Regions from separate parts of the Sus scrofa genome. Here region 1 is linked to region 2. The links are chromatin contacts, called in public promoter capture Hi-C maps. All regions are on one chromosome and are shown on one strand. Each heading gives the region's core, a stretch centred on a gene start, on an enhancer-like site or on the middle of the called end of the contact. The rest is flanking DNA. Distances are from core to core; before and after follow the strand shown.

What was found. Promoter capture Hi-C pulls out the DNA fragments that hold promoters and counts their contacts.
Region 1: a contact with region 2 is called in a promoter capture Hi-C map of liver, with 3 times the contacts expected there. The contact joins the promoter of SMIM7 here to the promoter of ANO8 in region 2. A contact is called at or near these places in 1 of 5 promoter capture datasets (liver) and 1 of 2 datasets of contacts at active chromatin or transcription factors (alveolar macrophages).

The regions. Positions count from the first base shown.
Region 1 is chr2:60,960,105-60,962,820 of Sscrofa11.1, forward strand. It overlaps SMIM7 (small integral membrane protein 7), which reads left to right and starts at 1,428. Exons shown (of 5, transcript NM_001244720.1): 1 at 1,428-1,487; 2 at 1,570-1,611; 3 at 2,085-2,137. The coding sequence starts at 1,462. TMEM38A (trimeric intracellular cation channel type A) reads right to left here and starts at 423. Exons shown (of 6, transcript XM_021083580.1): 1 at 205-423. The coding sequence starts at 328.
Region 2 is chr2:60,355,607-60,358,712 of Sscrofa11.1, forward strand. It overlaps ANO8 (anoctamin-8), which reads left to right and starts at 1,588. Exons shown (of 19, transcript XM_021083565.1): 1 at 1,588-1,918; 2 at 2,742-2,852; 3 at 2,965-3,097. The coding sequence starts at 1,867.

The sequences.
Region 1 (2,716 bases), core at 178-2,677, 600 kb after region 2:
CCCTTGCCCTCCCTCCAGTCCCTACCCTCTTCCCGCTCCCGAATAGGAGAATCTCACGATCCCGGCACCTGCCTGCTCCCCCGAACCAGGCCCTGGGGCTGTCCCCTCCCCTCCACGATCCAGGCCTTTCTCTTCCTCCAGACCCCCAGGGTTTACCCCCGTCCCTTTAATGCCAGCCCTCTCCAGCCCCCAACCCAGGCTCACCTGGCTCATACTTGAGGTAGATAATGGAGACGATGAAATAGCTAAGGTCGAAGACAGGGAAGAGGGGCACCCGCGAGAAGCTGAGCGCCAGCTCGCCCAGGCTCAGCGCCGAGAGCAGCTCCATGGCGCCTGACGGGTCGCACCCCAGCCCCCGGCCGGGTGCGTCCAGCTGCCCGAGGCCCGGCGAATGCGCCCCGCTGCTGGACCCGCCCCCGCCCGCCAGGCACCGCCCCCAACCCGGCCCCCGCGGGAGAGGAGGGGCTACCGCTGGCTTCGGAGCGGGTCTTGGGACAATCCTGTCCTACGGAGCCCTGTCGGTCGAGTGTCACACAGTCAGTCCCTTCGGCCATCACGACCCCCAGCCCAGCGAAGTGGGCTTCGAGGGGTCCTTGTGGTGTGTGAGTTGGGCAGGGGAGCTGTCTTTGTAGGGGGACGAGATTCGCTCAGCACAGGGCCCAACAGGCAGGATGGATCATCAAGGACCGGTTCCCGTGGGGCTCGATTAGGACCCTCGTCTCTGTGGAGCCCCTAGATCAGGAGGACCTCCGTCCCTCGTGGGGCCGGATCAGTTGTGAACCCCATAATCCCGTGCACCAAAGGGCCCCTTCAGTCAGGACCCCTGTCGTCTATAAAGCTGTCATGATCTCAGCCCTCTGTAAGTCATGACATCTGTCCTCCACAAGGAACCCCGTCTTCCAAGGGAATCGGTCAGTTGGGACCCCTGCCCCCGGTACTGCCCGTCTAGTGTGGGATCCCGGCTCCCGTGGAGCCCGGGAGGAGGCCCTTTTGGAGTCCAATCAATCTGGGCCTCCATGCCCTGGAGAGCCCACTCTGTCAAGACCCATTCCCCTATGCAGTTCAAGGATCAGGGGACCGTGTTTCTCCAGAAGCCCCATCCGAGACCCCAACCCCACAACAGAAGCTGCTGCTCTAGTTCTCCAGCGCGCTGGTCCCTCAAGCCTGCGCGACTGGCTCGCAATTGGTGAACCAAGTCTGCCCCCAGATGGCTCCGCCCCTGGGAGACGTCAGGACCCCGCCCCGCCCTTTCTTGGTTACACTCTGGACCTCCCCAACAAGGAGCGGCGCTCTCTCTTTCTGAAGGGGGTTTGGTCTACAGCAGGCGGGACCCTGACTGCCTTGGTCTTTGATTGGCTCAGCCCTTGCCAGAGCTGCTTCGAGATTGGTCGGCTCGTGTTCCTCTCCCCTCCCTCCCAGAGGCTTCCGCTTCCTGTTCTGACGGACACTCCGGCCGTAACGATGATCGGGGACATCCTGCTGTTTGGGTAATTAGGGGGACCGGAAGATTGGGCCAGAGGGCCCGACGGGGTGAGGGGCGGCCCATGTAACCGTATTCTCCCTCTGCAGGACGCTGCTGATGAACGCCGGGGCGGTGCTCAACTTTAAACTGTGAGTAGGCCGCGTTGGACCGCAGCTCCATCCGGGGGACCCGTAGCCCCGCCCCCGAGAGCTTGAGCCCTTCCTACGCCGCGGGCCCTGCCCTCGAGTCCCAGCCCTCTGGCCCCGCCTTCATTATGGGCCATCCTCCTGTGACCCTCCAGGCCACAGCGACATGAAATCGGACTCTCCTGAGATCCCTCTGCTCACAAGCACGAGAGCCTCAGGCCCATCACCCAAGAATCTCTTAGCCCTAGCCTGTACCCTCAACCCCGCATCTGGCACCTTCGGACCACCCTCTCCACACCGTCCGTGGCTGCAGGCATAGCTGTGATGGGCGGGGCAGGGAGGATTATTGAACAGCGAGGTCACACAGCAAATCAGCGGTAAGGTTAGAGCTCCCCTCTGAGCTGGGAGTCAGGGCCCGGGGACTAAACGGTTTCTTTGTCCTGTTGAAAGTAGACGCTGTCTGCTTCTCCTTATAGGAAAAAGAAGGACACGCAGGGCTTTGGGGAGGAGTCGAGAGAACCGAGCACAGGTAAGGCCTTCTTTCTGAACTCTGGAATTGGTACATTTCAGCGAAGACAGTTCTTTCGCACCAGTTTTCTTTTTAAGTATGTGTGTGTGTGTGCGCATGTGCGTGTGCATGTAGTGGGCCTGAGTTTGTGATGTTCCTTCTATCCACTTCTGTCACCCGCTTCTTTCTCCTACCAGACCTCCCTGCATAGGTCAGCACTTATCTCACTTATTACAGTTATAATTTTTCTTTATGTGTGCTATCATCTGGTAAAGTCGCCCCTCACACTTGACCTTACACTCCAGAGAAGAGGCTCCAGCTTGTTTTGGCTCATCTCTGTGTCCTTGCAGTGCGAAGATTCCCACCATGAAGGAATGAATGAATGAGTGAATGAACAGCCTCACAAATAGCTATTATTTTCAGCATGCTGTGGACCTGTTTGTTTAATTTTCAATTAGATTGGTTTTCAGGTAAATCAGGAGATGTCATGTAAAAATTCAGAGGTCTGATTTTTAAGAAAAATCAGAGCACTCTACAACTGAGTTCAGGCGACCTTTTGGCACCTATTGAATGGGAGTCGAGATGCAGGACCCCACTGAA
Region 2 (3,106 bases), core at 338-2,837:
CTTAGGGCGGTGGGAATTATGGAGAAGAAAGGATTTGAGTCCCGTTTGGCCACTACATAGCCTTAGGCGAAGCAAGAGCATCTCAGTGACCGGGAGAGAATTCCGGGGAACCTATGCACTGACCCTGGGAAAATCTTGTCCATACTTCTGGGAAGATTTCTAGTTTTCTCGGAACTCTACAGTTCTCACCCCTCCCTAGATTTCCTCCCGCTGTCTCCATGGCCTCGTATACCCTTCTTCCTCTGACAAGCTCAGCCTCAGTGCCTAGCTCCAAGGTCCCCTTTGCCAGGAAGCTTCCCTAGAACCCCCAGCACAGTCCTCTCGCCCCTCTGGGCTACTCTGGCCCAGGTCTGCTGCTGCAGAGTTGAGTGTTCGGTTGGTCTATGGCTCCCCGAAAGCCAGAGGGGAGTCTCAGAGATTACTTTCAGGTTAACCCAGGACAGCGGCGGCTGATGGAATAAAGCGCAGATGGTGGAATTCCAGGCACCGGACGGGTGGGATCTCAGCAGGACGCTTTCGCACGACTAATTCTCTGGTTCTAGGACGGAGCGGGAGGGCGGCGCTCATATACTTTGGGAAGACGAACAGGATACAGGTCTAAAGACCCCATGCCTCGCTCTGCTCAATTTTTTCATTTGTAAAGAAGGGCAAACGATGACATTCGCCGTCTCCGAGTTCTGTCTGTCGAAAGTATACATCAAGTGCCTACTGTGTGAGAACAGAATTTGCCTGGGACTCTGCGCGCGCTGGCTTTTCAGTCTAATGGAGGAGGCCATTCAGGGTGGTCGGGAGGTCCAAGTGACAGGCAAAATACAGGGCACTCAGTTAAATGTGAATTTCAGATAAACAATGAGTAACGTTTTAGTGTAACTATATCCCATGCAATACTTGGGACATACTGAAAATTTATTCATTTATCCGAAATTCACATTTAACTAGGAGGACTGTAATATTATTATTGTTGTTGTTGCTTTTTAGGGCCGCACCCGCGGCATATGGAGATTCCTGGGCTAGGTGTCGAATCGGAGTTACAGCTGCCAGGCTATGCCACACCCACAGCAACGCCAGATCCAAGCCACCTCTGCGACCTACATCACAGCTCACCTCAGCGCCGGATCCTTAACCCACTGAGCGAGGCCAGGGATCGAACCTGCCACCTCATGATTCCTAGTCGGATTCGTTTCCCCGGCGCCACGTTGAGAACTCCAGAAGGACTGTATTTTTATTTGCTAAATTTGGTAACACAATCAGATCCTCTCTGAGGACGTTACATCTTTAAAGGTGTTGGAGTTAACTGGACAAAGGGTGTGAAGAGAGTCCTAGATAGCTGAACAGCATGTGCTAAGGCCCTAAGGCAGGCTCTGATATATTTATTCTCATCCCTGCTGCGGTGGTTGAAATTTCTGCTACCAGGAATTTCCCCCGACTAGGTCCGCCCCCTCCCACGTCCACCTCGGATTCCAAACAGATGTGGAAACTAAAGCTAGGAGGCGGAGGATCCAGGTCCACGGCGGGCGGGGACGAGACCCAGAATACCGTGCGGGCGGGGACCAGGAGGAGAATTCGCGTTCGGTGCGGGCGGGGACGAGCACCAGAGAGCGAGGTGGGCGGGCGAGAACGAAACTCAGAAAACAACACGGGCGGAGTCGAGAACCAGAGAACGACGGGCGCTGGGCCCAGGAGAATCGAGGTTCGGCGCGGACGGGGACGAGAAACAATCTCGGGCACGCGGGGACGGCGGCCGGCGCGGGCGGGCGCGGCCTTTGTCTCCACCTCCAGCGCACTCGGCTGCTGCACCGGCCCCATGAGCCCGCGGGCCCCCGGCGCCTGGGCCACCCGCAGCTCCTGACCCGCCCTGCCCTCGCCATGGCCGAATCCGCCTCCGGCGCCGGGGGCACGTCCCTGGAGGACGAACGTGGTAAGAGGCCTCCGCCGGAGGGCGAGCCTGCAGCCCCGGCGTCTGGAGTTCTGGGTATGTGTGCAGTGCCTGAATATGACAGGGTTGCAGGTGCCTGGGATGTTCACGGCGGCTGTACGGGGAGCGGGATTGGACTCAGCGGTCCCGGGCCTGGAGTCCAGTCGAGGGGCCCGTTCCTCCGGCACTGCGGCTGCGGCCCGGCGGGCGCGGCTGTGACCGTGCAGCGGTTAAGGGGTCCCAGAGCAGAGACACGGACACGCCCCTCCTAGAGCCCCGTCCCCGGGCTGAGCCTAGTCACCCCTTGGGCTACGGGATCGCGGCCCGGCAGTGATGCGCTTGGGAGGCCCTCTCCATAGAGGATACAGAATCACATAGTCCTGGGTTCAAATCCCTTTTCGACTGTGTGACCTTGAGCGCGTGACTTAGATGCTCTCTGCCTCAGTTTCCTCACCTGTGAAATGGGGGTAAGAACCGCACCCTGCTATGAGGAAGCTATGACATAATGTGGTGAGGCGCTCAGAGCTGCTAGTGAGTGCCCAGCGATTGTGGTTTTGGAGGCGGAGCTGGGCCTCTAGAATGAGTAAGATTTGTAAGGAAGGACCTGGGGGAAGGGCATTCCTGGAGAAGGACCTGGCTGGTGCAAGGACGTGGAGGGAAGGAAACAAGCCAAGGCCAGAGCTCACAGGGCCTTGAATGCCAGGCTGAATGCCCAGGAGCCCTGGCGAGTGTGTGATCAGGTGCCAGGGCTGGAGGGGCGGAGACTGGAGGCCAGGGTCCTGATCCAGGAGTGGGCTGACCCCATCCTGCCCTGCCTGCTCCCCAGATAAGCTTTTTGGGAAGCGGCTCCTGCAGGTGGGTCGGTACCTGGTGTCCCACAAGGCATGGATGAAGACAGTGCCTACAGAGAACTGCGATGTGTTGATGACCTTCCCAGGTACTTCTGCCCAGTAGCCCAAGGCCCCTGAGCTAAGCTTCTCTGAGTGGGAGTCTGTAGGAGGTCTTGGACCACTCGTGGCAAGACCCATCTGTCCCTGTACCCTTGGCAGACACGACCGATGACCACACGCTGCTGTGGCTGCTGAACCACATCCGTGTGGGCATCCCCGAGCTCATCGTGCAAGTCCGCCATCACCGCCACACGCGTGCCTATGCCTTCTTCGTCACCGCCACGTATGAGAGGCGAGTCCC